4 separate regions of the Anser cygnoides genome follow, and all the other regions are linked to region 1. The links are chromatin contacts, called in public Hi-C maps. All regions are on one chromosome and are shown on one strand. The core of a region is the stretch at or near the end of the contact, and the rest is flanking DNA. Distances in the headings are between cores, read along the strand shown.

Evidence for each region. Hi-C and Micro-C count contacts between places; a contact is called where the count stands out from the background.
Region 2: a contact with region 1 is called in a Hi-C map of liver, with 4 times the contacts expected there. The contact joins two enhancer-like sites. A contact is called at or near these places in 2 of 7 Hi-C or Micro-C datasets (both in liver).
Region 3: a contact with region 1 is called in a Hi-C map of liver, with 4 times the contacts expected there. The contact joins two enhancer-like sites. A contact is called at or near these places in 2 of 7 Hi-C or Micro-C datasets (both in liver).
Region 4: a contact with region 1 is called in a Hi-C map of liver, with 15 times the contacts expected there. The contact joins two enhancer-like sites. A contact is called at or near these places in 2 of 7 Hi-C or Micro-C datasets (both in liver).

The regions. Positions count from the first base shown.
Region 1 is chrZ:3,430,220-3,433,266 of Taihu_goose_T2T_genome, reverse strand. No RefSeq gene overlaps it. Among named protein-coding and RNA genes, the nearest start is that of ARRDC3, 15 kb to the right of the region's middle. Within about 2 kb of position 1,621, at least 2 of the 3 cell types and tissues checked have open chromatin away from gene starts, as enhancers often do. A contact at or near this core is called in liver, where this site is marked.
Region 2 is chrZ:3,633,297-3,636,343 of Taihu_goose_T2T_genome, reverse strand. The region is part of intron 82 of ADGRV1 (adhesion G protein-coupled receptor V1); the gene reads left to right. Among named protein-coding and RNA genes, the nearest start is that of ADGRV1, 150 kb to the left of the region's middle. Within about 2 kb of position 1,648, at least 1 of the 3 cell types and tissues checked has open chromatin away from gene starts, as enhancers often do. A contact at or near this core is called in liver, where this site is marked.
Region 3 is chrZ:3,600,525-3,603,571 of Taihu_goose_T2T_genome, reverse strand. All of the region lies in intron 82 of ADGRV1 (adhesion G protein-coupled receptor V1), which reads left to right. Among named protein-coding and RNA genes, the nearest start is that of ADGRV1, 180 kb to the left of the region's middle. Within about 2 kb of position 1,546, at least 1 of the 3 cell types and tissues checked has open chromatin away from gene starts, as enhancers often do. A contact at or near this core is called in liver, where this site is marked.
Region 4 is chrZ:3,562,082-3,565,128 of Taihu_goose_T2T_genome, reverse strand. The region is part of intron 84 of ADGRV1 (adhesion G protein-coupled receptor V1); the gene reads left to right. Among named protein-coding and RNA genes, the nearest start is that of ARRDC3, 150 kb to the right of the region's middle. Within about 2 kb of position 1,473, at least 1 of the 3 cell types and tissues checked has open chromatin away from gene starts, as enhancers often do. A contact at or near this core is called in liver, where this site is marked.

The sequences.
Region 1 (3,047 bases), core at 372-2,871:
TGTGTGTGTGTAATTGTAATGCAGTGTTAGGATGTGTTATCTCACAAGTTAAAGAAAATATGAGTTTGCAGTGGTATATTCCAATATTAACCAGCCAAGTGTATGCTTTTAATCCGTGATGAAATCACCTTCAAGGTGAGTTACGTGTCCTCACTGTGAGATACTTCATGGTAAGGGTGCTGAAACCCCTTAAATTTATTGCCATGTTGCAACTGCCTATTGACTGGGTCATATCGTGAAAACAAATGAAAGTTTTATACTGTGAATTCACAAGCCTTCTATCTAATTGTTATTCCTGGTATTTTTTCAATAAAAATATGGTTTTAAGGAGAAAATATATAGTGGCTTTTTAAGGACATTCTGGGAAAGTATTTCAAGTACAGAAGGTAGACAAAAGACGATTTTTGAGGAAATTGAGCTGTATGATTGGCTGTATTGGTTGTGTAGGATATAGGAGCAAAGACAAGCATTCAAAGAAGTAGGATGTTTTGGAACACTGGAAAATCTGAATAAAATATAGAAAAGGGAAGTCAGGGATGGGATTAAGAGAAGGTTGTTACCATCTTTAAATTACTTTGAATTATAAAGGGAAAAAAAAAAACAAAAACAGGAAAACCTTGGGAAGAAAAGTAAACAGTCATGTGGTTTTGAAGTTAAACTGTGTTGTTCCACTGCTGCCTAGGCCAGGTATTGCTTTCTTTATTTGTTTTCTTTGGGAGGATACCTTTATGTGATACAGCAGACAAATTGCTTTATTGCTTTAGAGGTGTGGAACCCTGTCACAATTAATGGTGTCTGATGCACTAAAACATAACGGGCAGCAGTAAAACTGTCTTTCCTGTCTTAAACTGGTAAAAGATAGGTATGAAGAACACTTGCTTTAATTTATGGGAGATAATTAAATAGCTGTAAAACATCAGTGAAGCTTTTTCTTTGTTTATAACACGTTTAACACTGAAACAGCTTTGGAAATGGGAGCTGGAGTTTAAGATGTTAGGAAGATGCTTCCTCTTAGCCTGGCTAGCCAGAAAAATGGATTGGTGCTAGCAGACTTCAACGCCTTTAGAATATACTCCCAAATGGGGGTGTAAATAATAATAATAATAGTAAAACACATTTATTAATCAGAAATCATTACCCAGGGAATATTGTACATATTTTACAGAGCTAGCAGAACCATGGAAGGATTTATGAAGTGCTGCTTAGCTGATGGACAAACATGACAGATTTGCCTTCAACATTGCTGTGACCATCTCTAGTGGGAAGTTTCATTTTGAATCTAGGCAGCCTGATGACAGCAAGGCCTTGTTTAGATCTAGGCAACTTCATTAATTTTCGGACAAAAATAATAAAAAAGTATTACATTTTGCAATGATTTATCCCTCCTCCTGTGCTTCTCCCATATATTCATTCGAAAATGGGAGCATCGTTATGTCCGTGGAGAAAGACGGAATGGCATCACGATAACCAATAAATTTTAGAAATAACATTTGTTAAATCAGCAAACAGCTAGCAGGTCCTGCTAGAAACCCTGTGGGGAGCTTGTGGTGGGGCTTGCTGCTCTCCCTGACGCTGATGCTCCATCACAGGGATGTTTTTTTTGTGTTCCTTGTGTAATACTTCAGTATGAGCACTTAGTACCTGGCTTTGCACTTTATGATTAGTTCCCGGGCTTAGGGTTGGTGTCATTTTTTTAACTCTTGCGTTCCTACCTCATTAAAAACGCATCTAAACTGCTTGATTTTTTGTTACGTTTAAAGCTCTCACCTTCGCTGTTTGAGGTCCTTGTCCTTCACCCAAGTCTGGCTAACGTCAGCAGCAAGGTGCCTGGAGCACACTGAAAACACGACGTCCTTCTGACCGCGGAATCGTCTGTTAGGAGCTGGATCAGACGAGGGGTTCGCCGTCCAACTCAGATTTCGTGGCCGCATCTGGCCCTAGCTCAGAAGCTACCGCCGCGTCCTGATGTCCACGAGGTCAGGAGGCAGGGAGATCCAGCTCTAAAAATATCAGGCTGTAGCTGGGCAGGGGAGTTCCAGGAGGGAGCGACTGCTGGGAGAAGAAATAGGTTAATTATTTCCTATTTCAAGGGTATCATCTGTGTGGCAGGTGGAGCATGCCTGACCGCCTGCCTCTGCAAGTTGGTTTCCCGGGGAAGAAAGTGGAAGAGCTGTCACAGAAACCCAGCCCAACAAAGCCCCAAAGAAGGGTTAAGTGCTACGTACATGTTTTAGCGAGGTAACTGCTAAAAAAAAAAGATGCTGATTGGTTTTGTGACATTGCCTAATGTCTCTCTTTGGAAGTGTAAGTGTGCAAGCTTTGTAACTTGCCATCCCTTGGATGGATACCACACGGGCAGCAGATGTGGAAGAGCTGTCAGTTTTACACCCTGGTGTAGGAGATTTGTATGTGCGAACAGGTATTTTAATATCCAGAAATACAAAGGATTTGTTTTTTAAAAAAATCAGACCTCTAAGAACAAAACTGGTAATTTCCAACTTTGTAATAACGCTGGCAGTAAACCTAGGCTTCAAAGAATCGTTATGAAGAGGTTCTGGTTGAAAAACGTGAGACTTCAAGAAAATACTGCCTGAAAACTGCTAGACAGCCCTGTCCCTTAAATGACACTGATGCTAATTTAAATTCTAATGCTGCCACGTAGCAACAGAAATTAGGTAGTAAAAAAAAACGTTGTCCTGGTATAAAATAATCAGCAGAAGCCCCGTGCGCGCCGGCCTCCCGCGGCCCTGACAGCTGGCCTGGTGAACCTGCTCTTAGGTCAAGCAACACGCCGATGCCGGAGGACGACGATAATCCACGCCGCGGCGGGCTCAGCTGCGTGTGGCATGCGGAAGCAAGATGCCATGGCAGGGCCTCGCCGCTGAGCGCCCGGAGCTGCGTTAACATCCTGCACACAGGGCAGGTGGTGGTTTCTGCAGTTAGTTTTCCCCAGGGGGGGAACAGGAGGCGACTTCCGCGTGTGGCCCTCCTGCCTTCGAAAAAAAATCCCTTCCAGTTTCCTCCCACCCCAAAAAGGTCCCAGACTG
Region 2 (3,047 bases), core at 399-2,898, 200 kb before region 1:
GGGGAAGTCTGAAGACAAATATTTTCATTATAGTTTGTTTTTCACCTCATTCCAACTGATGTTTTATTGGTCAGTGCAATAATAAAATTGTCCTCTACTTGTTCATTGTGACACTGCAGAATAATAGCAGTTTCTATGATATCAGATGATATTGTTAAGATATCATCTTAACATCATCATAATGTCATATAATATCATCATATTAAGATATTAAGATTTCTCAAACTAATTCTGTATTTAAGTTCTGTTTGGATTTATTTTTGTTTGTTATTTTTAAATTTCCTTAAATTTTAAATTTCCTTAAATTTCCTTTTGGAATTATCATATTGATAAAAAAAATGTAAAATTTAAATCCAATAATAATATGTTTTATGTAGTGCAACTACAGACGTGTTTATTATTTTCATATTCAAAAAAATTCAGTTCCAAGCTTAATCTGACTACTAAACTCTGGTTTGCTAAGTCAGATCATGTTGAATAATATTTACCTTGGACTGACTGCATCGTTACAGTAGTAGCCTGAAGGATATTCCCTGTCCTGAAATGTTTGGTCAATAAAATATTTTGAGAATGATCAAACAGAAGATGTGTTTACTAAGGGGAGCAATAAATTTACAGTGCCACTGAGCAGATCAGTAAAAAGCAAATAGATTTTGTTCAAAGTCTATTTCATTCTGCAGGGGATGATAAACTTGGATTGGGCCCATGTAAATGTTTTCTGTTCTAGATGATAATTAGCATATTGGCCCTTCATAGCCATTTTGGACTATAATTATTCTAAAAATTTCCAAGTTACATGAAAAAGCCTATCCATTAATGCTGATAATACAGCTTGTTCCAGATCATACTAGACAGCTTTGTTTCACTGTGTAGAATTTATGCTAAATTCCCTGAAGACTTTTTTTTTTTTTGTTTCATTGTTTAACATCCTTGTTATCAGGGTAATGCTGGGAGAATATATTACTTGCAGTTGTCCCTATTTTTATTTTAGCTGCTAAAATATCCCTCCTAACTTTAAGAGGCATGGAGTCAAAGGTATGGAATAGGGTAAGGAGTAAGTGCACTTTTAACGTGCCATTCTGTTTTCATTTCACTTTTGGTGAGTCTAGAAGTCAGTTAAAAATAAGAAAAAATTCTCTTATCTACTTTATTATTTGAATTATTGTTATGTCCTCTGTTTTCACAGTTGACTGCACCTTCCTCAAGGTGCTGAGGTTTGCTTTGCTTTTGCTTTGGCAGACTTTCTTATGTTGATAGAAGCCATCATTGTAGCACTTTATGATTCTTAATCCACTTCGGGAATGAGTAGTTTTTCCCCCTGAGAATAATAGGATTGTCAGTAATTTCAGCCTTGTGTTTTCAGCTATTGTTGGTTTTGCATGTCAACTTGATTCCATATTGTATCTTGTCAGTGGATCACTGTGTCTTTCTGTATTTTTGCTGTTATTTGTTCCAAAAAGAAATCTGTCCATGAAAGCTCCTTCTATCATACGATTCTTCAGTCTAATACTCTGGTAACATGTGAAGTGATTGAAGGAGAGCTATGAAGAAAGAGAGGGTTTGACCCAAATACAGCTGCTGAGTATCATGGTAGAAATTCAGTGGTTATTAATGTACAAAGCAGTTAATTCCTGTATGTTCCATCCCAGAACAGAATCATGTAGTAATGAGGATTGGCAGGGGAGACATCTAGCAATCATGTAGTAAAGTTCTCAAAGTTCTCAGTGAACGTGAGAGAATATGCACAGAGAACTGTGTAGTTTATGTTTCATTTTGATCATATAAGTGTATACTTAGAAGTGAGTATTCTCAATATTTCTAATATTTCTGGATGGATATGAGACTCGTTTGAAAATCAGAATGGGATTTGTATTTTTTTTCTTGATATAATTCAGATTGTGCTGAATTATAAATCAAAAGCTTCCCATTAAATTGGATAATAGTTTAACAGTAGTCTAAATACTAAATAGTCTAAGTATTTCCTACCATCATCTATTTTTCAAAATGCTACATTTAGCAATTACACTTGGAAGTGTGAATTTAGATACGTCTGATGGTTATCTATCTCAGACTTTTGTAAGCTTATTATGATCAAAGTATTTTCTTTCTCTTTGGTAGAAAACAAATGAAAAATAGTGCAGCACGGTACAGGAAAAATACTCATTTTATTAACCACTTCCCCCCCCCCCCCAAAAAAAAAAAAAAAAACTTCTAAAAGCAAACAAGTGAAAAGAAACAATTGTGCTTTACACATTGTGTTGAAGTTATTAATAGGAACAAGAATAACAGCAGATGAGACTTCTGAGAAATACAAAGGAATGGAATACAGGAGAACTGAAGCTTCTGTTGGAATTGGCCACTCTCCTGAGCTAAAGGGGAAGTAAACTCCAAACAGTTTTGTGAGAAACTAGAGAAAAGGAAGCAATCCATCCCCTCATCAGTTGGTCATGTTTGATTTACACCCCCAACTTCAGATTATACATGACTGCTACATAATGCTGTACAACCCACCTTTCTGGTCAGATTCTGGGTCAATAGTTACTCACAGGGACCAAAACCAACATTTTCTTTTGCAAATCTTTGTTATAAACAACAACGATGGAACAATTAGCATGGTTATTAATTAACAAAATATGAATTGAGAAAAAAATCAATTTTCCCATAATTAGGCACAGAATAGACATCACTAAAAAAATGTATATCCTCAAAATATTGGACTAACAAAATTATACAGTAATCTGCATTTGCATAGACTTTCTGCACTGTGTTTTCTAGCTATGTTTGTTAGAGAGAGAACTGCATGAGGTTTAAAAGTTTTAACTTTTCAGTGACTACTCCAAATAATGTAAAGTAAGGGCTATACACAAAGATTAACTTTGAGTGAGCCTAACGCTCCCTTCATGTGGTGAGGGTCTTACTCAGCATCAGAACAGCTGAATTAGACTGCTGTCTTGAATTGTTCTACGGTGAATTCTGTCACTCTCTCTTGTCTATAGGGAGATTACATTCACCATGTTGAATTTAGCCTTTATGAGTCTCTTCTCTTT
Region 3 (3,047 bases), core at 297-2,796, 170 kb before region 1:
AGCTGCAATATGTTACAGATATCAGAAAAAAAAAAGTATTAAGTAAACAAGTACGAGACTGTGAACAGAAAATATTAATGGAATTTTGTTTTTTTTTTTTTTTTGTGCAAATTCTAATTTTTGTAACCTTAGGGTTTTACATATGCATTTAAATGCAGTAAGACAGAGGAAACTAATCCTGTTATTAATTTATGCTTTGTAATAAGAACAGGTTGAAATGACATCATTTGGAGTACAAAATGGGGCTTAAGTTTTTCAGTTAAACTCAAAATTACTTCCGAGAAAGATTCTCAGCTTGGCTGATGACTGTGTCAAATCAGGGTAGCAGAGAAGAACCTGCAGTTAGGGTTCTGCATCTGTATGAAAGGTCAAGCCTGGCATAGGGTGTACACCTCTTTTTGTATCCATTTCCCACCTATATTTTCATGCTGTGTACTTGCATCCAATCAAATAAAAAGTACAGATATTCACATTCAAGAGGATATGATAAATTGCAATATGATTCATGGAATAATGCCACTGTAGCTTCAGTTTGCTCATAGAAAAAAATGTGGGACGAGATAATGTCTTTTATTACACCAGCTAGCACAGCTGGAGAAACTAGACAAGTCTTGTAATATGCAAACATTTTAGTGAAGAAGAACTGAAGAAAGTGCTTCTGTCTCTCAACTTCTGCATTTTTTTTCTAAGTGGCTGGTTTGCAAAAAGTTACTACCTCACTGAATTGCCTTGCTTCACTGTAAGCTTTGTCAGTTCCTTGTGACCCAAAGGGGACATCACAGCAGCCTGATATTGCTGAAAAAAATTAGGAGAACCCTACCTGTTTGCATAATACTTTACCCTAAACTCCCATCATAGTGGTTGTGTAATGCAAAAGATGAAGCATATGAACCTGATCTTTTCCAGTGACATTTATTCATCAGACCTGAGAGAGCAAGGATATGCCTGTGTAGTCCTTTCATGGCAGAAATAAGTATAGACTTCTCATGGTTCAAGCTGGATTCAGGCCAGAGGTGAGCAAACATTGCTTAGTTGCAGTTAGAGTTGCTTTGTTTTCAAATTAATGTGGGACCCAGCCTCTCAGCAAGAATTACTTTCTCAAGTGCTATAGAGCGTTAGCCCAAATGCATGGTTTTCGATCTGGTGCTAGCTCACTGTCAGCGGGACCTGAAGCACAAGGCAGATGAAATCACATCTGTGTGCAAGCTATAAAACAAATAAAAGTTGGTCTTATGTAACAAGGGCAATTGCCAGGCACAGCAGGTCTGCCCTCACTGTGCCAAAGGGCCTGTGGACAGCTGAGGTATTTGCTAGCATAACTTTTCAAGGTGGGTAGGTGAATGGGGACGTGCAGAGGGGGAGAGTGCAGGAAAGGACCTGCACAGACGTGGTTAACTCAGCAAATTAAGTTTTTTTTCTGTGACATGACAAAATCAGTTTTGTTTTGCTGTTTAGAAGGGAGCACAAGCAAACTCATCCACAAATGCAGTATGGAAGTGGCACAGAGTCATTGTCAGTTTGGAGTTCAGAAGTTATTTCAATGACAGTAATTGACTGTGTGAACATATTAAGAAGAAACAGAAAAACAGGCCAAATATGTGGCAGTGAGGTCATTTCAGTGAATAAATTAAGGTTCGTAAGCTACTTTATGCACTTTTGACCTTCTAGTGTTGATTAATTTTACACGTGGGAGGGGTCTGAGGAGTGTATTTGCTATTATTAGTATGATTGAGTATAGGAAGTGTTAGAAGCACTTGGTCTCAGCAAAACATCCATGTTTCTGTAGGAACAGGCAAAATGTTGAGACTAAAAACAGAAACAATCTCTAAAAGGTGATTGGTTTAAGATGTGTGACTGTTTAATACAAACATTCTTTGTGTTTGGTTTGTGTTGCAATGAAAGATAAGGACATGCTCCTAAGAACTAAAAAAAAAAAAAGAGGCTACAGAAAAAGTGCTTTTGTTCACTTCTTTGAAGTAAATGTAGTGATTAATTGCTTTGGAAGTATCAGTTAAGTCAAGAGGGTGTTTGCCTTCTTGTATACGCGCCCAGACACAATACCATTCTGTTTGGCCTTTTTTTTGCATGCATATTTGATTTAAGTGTATGTTCCTTAAAGCTGGTTTTTCAGAACTGTTTTCTGTCTTGGCTTTTTTGCCTGCAAAATTACCATACATCTGTGAGAAATATTCATTGTTTTGGGCCTGCAGAACATAAACAGCTCTCAGTTTTACAGTGACAGAGCTGCAGAGGAACTGCAGTCACCTCAGGGAAGGAATGTAAACTGGGCTAAGCATCTATCTGCTAACAAACAGCTCTTTTTAAAGAGCTTAGATCTTAAGTTGTTTGACTCTGGTCCAATCAAGAGGAAATTGGTCTCTGTGCTGTGAGTGACAGGAACATATTCAGTGTTCAAAACATACCCAGGAAAAAGAAAAAAAAAAAGAAAAAGAAAAAAAAAGAAAAAGAATTAAGCCAAAGATACTTATTCCTCTGACTGTGAATGTTTTCAGAAGAGAATCCTTCATTGCACTGCATTATACAGTGTATGTCCTATGAAGTCCTAGCACACTGTCTATTCTTGCTATTAGTTTTCTGTCAGTCAACTGTTGGTATATAGAATTTTCTGGATATCGGTTTTAAGACCATAGAATAAAAAACAAACAAGCAAACAAAAAACATGCTTAATTGTCAGATAGTAGGGTCATAAACTTTCCTTACTATTCTGGAAGATACAGTACAAAACATTTTCGAGCCTAAAAATTCCCTGTTGTTTTAACTACCTTTGAAATGCTTTGTTGCCTAAAAGCAATTTTTGTGCAAGCAGGTTCATTTGGAAATGGATTTGAAATGTTTCCAATTGCTTTTTCTGTTTTTCATCTGACACAAGGAAGCTGAAGATGCTTCTAAACTGCTGCCTGATCACAAACGGGCTTTGTTCCTCTTACAAGGTGGGTTCGGTGGATCACGTAACTGGAAACAATAAATGCAGTTGCAATGCATAAAAGAGGAGCGTATGGGGGTTATTAGTGCTTCTCCACTGCTGG
Region 4 (3,047 bases), core at 224-2,723, 130 kb before region 1:
TCCAAGTGTAAACATCAAAGAGCAAGCGTTGGCTTAATTTCTAGGCAGTGTAAGATCCTCTTCTTTCTGAGTTTATGTTTCTTAACTGAACTGATCTGATTTTTCATATCCTTTTTTTCCTCCTAGTTCTCCTATTCCTCTCACTCTCCTCTTCCTTTTCCGTACAGAGAAAAAAAAATAAAAAAATAAAACTAAGCAATGCTGAAAGTTTGACTGCCACATTATCATTCTATAAAAACTGGAAAAACTGTTATTAAATGTTTTGCACTTTCCTTGAAACTTAAATTCAGTAAAAGAATTAGTTTTACCTATGCTGAATTATCTGTGACACAAAATGGCATGGGCCTGCCTCTGAACTAATCCGCATGAGATATAAACTGGTCTAAATCCATCAAACACAAATGCAACATTCATTGGAGTTCACACCAAACAATATCCACAGCGGTATGGGCAGTAAGAGATCCCTGAGGTCCATTTCCCCATCACTCTGATTAGGTGATGATACCAAATGCAGTGCTCAAAGGAGGTAAGTCTAGCTGTGCTGTGCTTTGGGCAGTAGTATTTGGTTACAGAAGTCTCAAAATATAGTTGTGCATGTAGGTCACATTTTACAGCTGTGCTGGATGCTTTGGGGCAGCTTTTATGGTTCATCTGGGATTTGCTTGCCTTGACCCATAAGCAGATGGCATTTGGGAGAACTGTGTGTCCCAGAAAAAAATTTCCTTTTGAGGAAGGATGATTAAACAAAAGCAAAAGTAAAATCCTGCTGTGATCTTCAAGCTGCAGCTACAGTGAAAGCACACACCTCTTTTATTATTTTCAGCAATAATTCCACAGGTCTGTGCAACCTTTCTCAGTCAACGGCTTTCCTGAAATTAATAGGGTGAGAAGTGTTCGTCCCCTGACTTCAGTTCTTGCTACCCGTTCCTAAGGTAGCTAGGGAGATTGAGCCAGGAATCTGTCATTTTGACATCAAGATGTGTGCAGTTGTCACCTTTTGCTTTACGGATCGAGACCACATCTCAGCGTGGGATATGAAGCAGCTTGTGGAGCAGCTCTGTCTGTCTTTGCAAGACATCCCGTTCGTGAGCACCTCGCAAAGCCACAGCCGTGATGCTGCACCAGGCTGTTCTGCCCTGCAGTGCTGCTCCCGGTTCAGCCCCTATCTGCCGCTCCCGCCGGGCAGAGGCAGGTGCAGGGCCACGATAAAGGGCACTGACTCGCCGCTCTGCAGGCTCACAAATTTATATTTTCAGACTATTTGTGAGGAAACCAACTGGTACTTCCTCCCCAGCAGCAATGTTGCGAGTTTCCGTTCCGCTCCGTGTCCTGCACATGCTGTACTGAGAGCTGCGTGTCTATTTACAAAGCAGGAAAGAGAAAACCTCCCTGAAAACCCTAAACAAACAGTACCCTACATAGTGCACAAACGCCTATTAATAACAGAGCAAACTGATCCAAAACTTCAGGGCTGGAGTTTCTCTGCCTGCATGGTTTGTAGGTCAGAACTGACAATTCATTTATTTTTTAAAAATCACTAGTATCAGGAAAAGCTCGTGGTTCGCTTATCAGGAAGAACATATATTTATATAAGTGCTTAGCAGTAACAGTACTGACATGGGCTTATAGTACAAGCTCAACAAAAACTGTATTGTTTAAGTGAAAATGAGAGACGGCACTTTGTAACTGCTGGTGAGTTTTGTTAAGTTTCTAAGTTGTTTTACCTTGCTTTTTTTTTAGCTTTCCTAAACAGCTTGCATCAATGTTAAAAAACCTACTTGCTTTTAGCAAATTTACTTTTTAAACTACAGAAAGGTCTTTTTTTTTTTTTTTTTTTTTTTTGCCACAGCTAGAAGCAACAGGAACTGACATTTAAATAGCTTCAGATACATATCATGCAGAGAGAAGTGTAATATTTACAATTGTTATGTCTGTCATCTGAAACTTCACACATCCTTTGTGTGAAGATTATTCTCTGAGGCTCGAATCTACTAATAATAGAGAACATCTTGCTTTGTAAAATGGAACTCCAGCAGAGCGCTAGTTTTTTAAAAACTTCTGATCACTTCATCAGGAACACTCTGATTTCTGATATCTGATATCTGAGACAGGATATAATGCTTGGGGTTGGGGCCCAAATCTCCCAGCTGGCTGCATTGTTTTATGGAAAGAAATAATAGGCAAAACAGTTCTAGGGAGAGGTTACAGACATTTAAATATCACTTAAAAATCTTAAGCTGCCTAGTTATAAATAGGCTAATAAATATATAATCTAATATATTCTAGTCTAATAAATAAATATTCAAGATTTTTTACCAATATAACCAGAATTAAAGCTATTTTATAACACTGCACTGCAACTCCGTGTACGAAAACTAGAGTTTAAAACTTGTTACAGCCCATGTGATTTGTCCAACATGGGTTAATCACACAGTGTGTTTGCAGGTCACTCAAAGAAGGCAGCAGGGATTTTCCAAAGAACAGAGGAGGGCTGGTCAACCACAACCTGTAAAGTCAGTGTCAGCAGGATGTGGGCTCTGTCCGGCCTCTTGGAAAGCTCCAGCCGACACCCTTTGACTCAGTTACAACGCAGCCCTACTTTCACCTTAGCATAAGGCCATTTATTAGAGTTACCTTGCGCAAATACCATCAGATGGCTCTCTCCTGGTTATTTTGAGCTACTCTCTTGCTTCAGAGCCCAAAAAAAAAAAAAACTCTATTTCCTGAGAGAAACCTCGTGTTAAAAGAAACCCATGCTTATTGGAGAGTCATCAAAATATGGAAGCCATGCTGCTTTGCAATTGGCCTCCACAGCTTGAACAACCTCTCTGGGACGCCAGCTGTAACTTAGAATACCCCGAGGCTGCCGTAGTTTATGCTGACCAATGTGAAATTGCTCTTTCCTGCTCAGTCCTGTAGAAAAATCAGCCTACTTGGAGGGAATGTCCTTGCTCAGTACGTCCCTGTGAAGATTCCCAAAGCAATGAATCATGAAAAGGGACAGAGTCTGTCTTCCTGAGTCATGATACCGCTCTGTTTTTGTTCCC